Linked DNA regions of Zea mays: region 2 is linked to region 1. Evidence: chromatin contacts called from public Hi-C data. All regions are on one chromosome and are shown on one strand. The core of a region is the stretch at or near the end of the contact, and the rest is flanking DNA. Distances in the headings are between cores, read along the strand shown.

The links. Hi-C and Micro-C count contacts between places; a contact is called where the count stands out from the background.
Region 2: a contact with region 1 is called in a Hi-C map of leaf, with 6 times the contacts expected there. The contact joins the promoter of LOC100283704 here to the promoter of LOC100501739 in region 1. A contact is called at or near these places in 2 of 25 Hi-C or Micro-C datasets (ear and leaf).

Annotation. Positions count from the first base shown.
Region 1 is chr5:27,463,896-27,467,019 of Zm-B73-REFERENCE-NAM-5.0, reverse strand. It overlaps LOC100501739, which reads right to left and starts at 1,521. Exons shown (of 2, transcript NM_001362820.1): 1 at 158-1,521. The coding sequence starts at 1,414.
Region 2 is chr5:27,691,316-27,694,534 of Zm-B73-REFERENCE-NAM-5.0, reverse strand. LOC100283704 (lysM domain containing protein) reads left to right here and starts at 1,271. Exons shown (of 3, transcript NM_001156603.2): 1 at 1,271-1,768; 2 at 1,960-2,096. The coding sequence starts at 1,511.

The DNA.
Region 1 (3,124 bases), core at 272-2,771:
TAGTGGCGTGTATTGCATCACATTATCATGCAATTCATGCAGATCTTGCAACTTTCACATGCAGACAGAGCCATCTACTCACACACTTGGGGCCTGACATGCATGGTTTGGGTGTGGGGTGCCTTGCGCCCTTGCGTGTGGTGCATGCATCACGTACCTCCTTGTGGTCGACGGGGACGGACGGGTAGAGGCGGAGCGCCTCGGAGAGCGCGGCGTGGAGGTACTCCATCCGCTTCACCTCCTCGGGCCTGAACACGAGCTCCTCCTCCTCCTCGACGACCTCCCCAGCCCCCTTCCGCGCCGCGACGATCCCCTCCACCTCCTCCAGGATCTTGGCCTCCACGCCGGGGTTCTTGCCGAGCAGCCAGAAGAACCACGCGAGCGCCACAGACGAGGTGTCGCGGCCGGCCAGGATGAAGTTCACGCAGATGTCGCGGAGGAACTTGTCCGTGTACGGGCGCCCGTCCTCGTCGCGCATCCTGGTGAACACGGTGAGCAGGTCCGACCTGCGCCCGGCCGCGGCCGCGGCGTCGGCGAGCTCCTCCTTGCGCCTGCGGATCACGTCGTACGCGAACTCGTCGACGCCGGCCAGGGAGCGCCGGAGCACGCGCTCGTGCCCGACGCCGAGCGCGCGCATCGCGCGCCACAGCGCGGTCGGCGTGACGAAGCGGACGGTGGTCGCCTCGGTGGCGTCCTCGAACGCGCGGGCGAACGGGATCTCGGGGAGGCCCGGGCGGAGGCAGCCCGGGTCGACGCCGAAGGCGATCATGCAGACGTTGTCGAACGTGAGGCGGAGGAGCACGTCCTGGAGGTCCACGGCGCCGGCCGCGGCCTCCGCGCCGGCCAGCACGGGGAGCAGCCGGCGGTGGACGAGCTCGACGAGCGAGCTGGCGGTGAGCGCGCGGAACTCGGCGGAGTGGAACTCGAGGCTGGCCGCCTTGCGCTGCCTCCTCCACACCTCGTCGTCGGCGCCGAAGATGCCGTCGCCGAGGAGGTCCCGCATGTTTTCGCGGAAGTAGGGGCCCTTGGGGAAGCTCCCGAACCTGGTCTTGAGGAGGTGCTCCAGGTTGCGCGGGTCGGCGGTGACAACGCAGTGGAGGTTGGTGAGCCACGGCCCGCGGAACGTGAACGTGCCCCCGCGCGCCTTGAGCACGCCGGTGATCCACTCGTACATGTCGCTGCGGAGGCCGAGAAGCAGGGACGGGAGCATGCCGACGAGCGGCCACGTGGGCAAGCCCTGTGTGCGCCGCTGCCGCAGCGAGTGGATGGCAACGAAGATGGACACGGCCACCAGCAGCTCCACTGTCTGCACCTCCGGGAGCAGGCCCGCCAGCCCGGCGCTGCCGACACCGGCCGCCGTCGCCGCCGCAGCAACCGTGGCGTTTTGCGACACGGCGGTGTCCATGGCGCTCATGGATGGCGTTGGGCGTGGGCTGGGCAAAGAAAGGTGGTAGCAGCGGCTTGGCCTTGGTTTGTGTGTGCGCTCTGCGAAGACTACGATGTGCGAGACTGCGAGCTCTTGGAGAGAGTTCCTGAGGGTGCTGCAATATATAGGCGCGAGAGTGGTACTGTGCTGCCGCCATACCGGTGGTTGCTTGATGGCAACAACATACATACAGGCCGTTTTGATTTGGTGAGCCGAAAGCCTCGAGAACGAAAGTAACTACTGTGATTGTAACGTCCATGGGTCGAAAACAGCTTGATTGTGTGATGTTTGAGTGTCACCACTAGTAATTAATACGTGACTGTAGGTGCATTATTCTATCTTATATACAGTACATATATTTATATATCTGACACATATGCTCGTACACTACCGGACACAGTTCCTTTGCCGAGTGTTGCAGACACTCGACAAAGGCTATTTTACATTCGGCAAAGGCTTTGCCGAGTGTAACACTCGGCAAATAACGCTCGGCGAACTGTACATCGACAACAGCCTCTTTGCCGAGTACTTTTTGTCGGGCACTGCCATTTGACACTCGGCAAAGAAAAGTCACCGTCACGGCGCCAAGTGACGGTGACGAATCCTTTGCCGAGTGTCTGTTGCCAAGGCACTCGGCAAAGACGGGTCCAGTAGGCCCCACCGCCAGTCTCTATGCCGAGTGGACTGGCACTCGGCAAAGAGTCCTCCAGTGGGCCCCTTTGCCAGTCACTTTGTCGAGTGCCTTGGCAACAGCACTCGGCAAAGATGGCTTTACCTGTTCCCATGTTTCCTTCTTTGCGGAGTGCCATGGTCAGCACTCGGCAAAGATGGCTTTACCGGTTCCCAGGTTTCCTTCTTTGCCGAGTGCCAAGGTCATAGCACTCGGCAAAGTGACCCTTTGCCGAGTGTTACACTCGGCAAAGTGACCAGGATATCCCTTTTTTATTTGTTTTTGCTGTTCCATCCAAACAAACAAAAGATATATATCATTCACATCACATTATATATCAATCGCATCACAGAATAAACACATTTATCATCAACACCATATATATCACAAAGTCTCACTAATATAAGTCTCACAAGTATAAGTCAGGATCATCACAAAACAGATATAAGTCTGGATCATCACTGACATCACCAAGTATCTCACAAGACCAAGTCTAACTAACATCACCAACACTCACAAATATAAGTCTGGATCATCACAAAATAGATCATCAACGAGGTGGGCATCTGGACTGGTTCGGCGAAGGGCTGGACGAAGCGTGAGGGTTGTTCGACGCCGCCGATTGACCCTGCACAGAGAAGAGATTGTATGTGTGAGAACATATGAATATATATCATGCAGTAATAAAATTTTGATACTCACAGGAGTAGTGAACTCAGCAGGGTCAGAGGCAGGGAACAACGAAGGTGTTGGAGCATGACCCTGTGCGGCGCCAAGGCTCTGCATGTACGCGAACATCTCCGCCATCCTCTTCTCCAGCTCCTCACGTTGCCTCCTCTCATCATCTAGCTGAGTCTGTAATATTTCGCCCTAATGTTACGATAATGCAAAGAGAAGATATATAATAATCAATGAACGATGAATAGATAAGGAATAACCTGGAGTTGCTGGATACGATGCTGTGAGTTGTCCTGCCGAGGTCGTATGGCTGGGCTCGCGCTCGTACTCCTTGCTCGCACCTGAGAGAG
Region 2 (3,219 bases), core at 22-2,521, 230 kb before region 1:
TCTATTTTAAATTTTTACTAGTCAGCCATGCATTGCTCAAACCAAATATCCTATTAATATATAGAAGTTTTGTTTAACATTGCCCTTTTCTTACTCAAGCGCTCTATTTTAAATTTTTACTAGTCAGCCATGCATTGCTGCAGTTTCTACTATATAAGTCGACTTTATTTTAATAAGACAAAAATGTGTGTTCTATTGGTTATTGGTTAGGTGGTTATTGGTTAGGTGAATATGAATGTGAAGCCAATAATCAAGATTTAAATCCTTATTAGCGGCTAGGTGATTGGCGTGGTAGGGCTAGCCCGCGCGACCAGTACTTGCTTTATTTTATTAATATTGACGAACATCGATCAATATGACATAATGTGGTTTCATTTCAAGTACACACGTAAAAGTGACTAAAATCATTAATTACTATGCACAAAGACTGTATTACCCCTACTTCAAGGCAAGAAGCAAAATGTAAGGAGAGAGAGGGTGAAGAAAGGGCAAATCCAGTAAAAGTGCTACTTTACTCACTGTTTTAGTGACTAAAGAACTAAATTTTAGAAGGCCTTTAGTCTCTCTATTTGTAGTTTAGTGACTAAGGCACTGTTTGTTTCAGATTATAATCTCTCCAGATTATATAATCCAGCACAAATAATCTAATAGTTAAACAAACACATAGATTATGAGTTCAGATTATATAATCTAAACTTCAGATTATCATAATCTTTTCAAGACTAGCTTATTTGAGATTATTTTGGCAAAAGACCCACTACCCATGGTAATGTAAATAGAAATCACAATATATGTCATCCTTCTTTTCTCACCTCAAATAAACAATAAGGGTATTGTTGTCTTTGTGAATAATCTACATTTGTATAATCTAAACTACCAAACAACTACGTATAGATTATAATATATCCAGATTATAATCTGGATTATATAATTTAGATTATAATCTAGATTATATAATCTATAAGCTGAAACAAATAGGTCCTAAGTGAGTTTAGTCACTAAACTTTTGTAGTTTGGAACAAAGAGGGGGAACTTCACCGTAATAGAACAAAAAATGCAAAATAATAACTATTTTTTTAAAAAAACTATCTAATGCTGCGGTGCAGTTTAGTAGTACAGTGGTTTTCTTTAAGATAAAAAGACCATTTCAAAACCAATGGGGCAAAACCTTCATTTTTCAAATAGATAGAAATCGAGATTCATTTTCAATATTTTATTTATGACGACGCAATTAAAAACGTCGAAGCGCATGGTACTTCCCGTGCGCCACGTTTCTAGCGTCCCCTTCTTCCTTCTTCCCCGAGCCGCGTCAAAGGAACCAAACCTGTGAGAGCTCCCCTCTCCCCTCCCCTCCCCTCCCACCCTTCCCTTCCTCTCTCCTCGTCGATTCCTCGCACTATCTCCTATTCTGCACCCCCAGCCGCCGGCACCGACGGCGATTCCACGGGGCGCCGCCCCCGAATCTGCGCCCTCCGCGCTTAGATCTCCCCCCTCCGCGCTTCCGGATGTCATGATCCGCCCCCATTTGCCCAAGGACCCGGCCTTCCCGCGCACCAATGGGTCCTTGGACGGCGGGGCCCGCGGCCTCGGCGAGATCGAGGAGGTGGGCGCTGCGGCCACCGTAGCCGTCGAACAGTCCCCCTCGCAGTCCTCGTCCCCGTCGGCGTCGTCGCCGGCGGCGGCGATGTCATCGTGCGGGCAGTACATGCTACACCGGGTGCGCAAGCTGGACACCCTAGCGGGCGTCGCCATCAAGTATGGTGTCGAGGTAATGCGACGGGAGTGATGTGCTGCTGTGTATTATGTAGGGTCTCTGGTTTTAATATTACGTTGGAGTATCAGATGGTATATACAACAACACCATTCTTTAACTTGGTAGCTGTTCTGCGTGGAACTCCTTTCTATTTTGTATTTTTGGTGAACTGATTTTGGAATGGTTGGTGTACTCGGATTGTGTAGGTAGCCGACATTAAGAGGCTGAACGGCCTCTCAACTGATCTCCAGATGTTTGCACACAAGACACTGCGGATTCCACTCCCAGGGAGGCACCCTCCGTCGTCTTACCAGCAGAATGGTTCATATGAGAGTGACGACAGGTAGCTAGACTGAAATTGTACTGTACATCAGCATGATGCTACATAACCATGCTACCAGTGTGTCTCATGTTGTGTGTTTCTGATCAAGCATTTTTTTTGTGTGAAGTGATAACCACTAGTTATTTAAGAGTCAATAGAAAGTTCAATCAGGATATGCATGTCAAGGTCAAGGTCAGGCTAGGACAATAGTGCAATTTTGCTGAATACATGCCTTCAACTATTGCGACGTCAAACTGAAGTCTGTAATGCAACTTGAAATAGCAACCGAAAAGGGAGCTTAGCCTTATAGTCTCATGCAAAATGTTTCTTACCATTTCAAGTTTGAACCGCATGGTTGTTGCAAAAAAAAAAAACTGTCTACAATCACGGGAACGTTCACCTATCACATCAATTATTGAGGTTGCTTTGAGATCTGTTATTGGAGAGAGAAGCTAAACTGAAAATAAGTTATGAAGTCCTCCCATATTTGCAAGCCCCAAAAGGTTTCGAATTATTGATGTGGTAGTAATACATTACTCTAGATGTATAAAATTTTAAAAACGGCTTGCCATGTTTGCTGCAATCTAAACATGCAGCTAGAGTAATTAGCTTTTGTCGTGTCCTGTTTCTGCGTTCAATGCAAGCAGCAATTGTTCTTCAGCTATTCCCTTGTATACATTTAATATTTTAGAAGTGTTTTTTCAGTCCCTGTAGAGTTATTTGAGTTGTTTTGGTATTCTGTACTATCCAGATGATTTGGCCTGTTTGCTACCTGCCAACCCCACACACTGAAGTTTGATTTGATTTGTTATGGAAAAATTGATTTTAACAAAATAAATATGCACAATAACCTTGTGTTGGAGCTGTCAGCAATCGTTACACCCTTTAACCGAAGGAATCTTAAGTCCTTGGATCTTTCTGTAGCCACAATTTTCTTTTAGTGACATGCCGCTAATCAATTGAGTGGGCATATAACTTGATATTTTGGGTCTGACAGTATGAACGAACGTTCATGTGGCATATCTGAGACGGTGTATCATATTTATATTGGCTATTTTAAGCTGTCTTCACGTGACTGCAGTATTAGCTATGGACATAAGTCACATGTGAAGAGCACTATAGGAGCTAACGGTTCATGTGAACC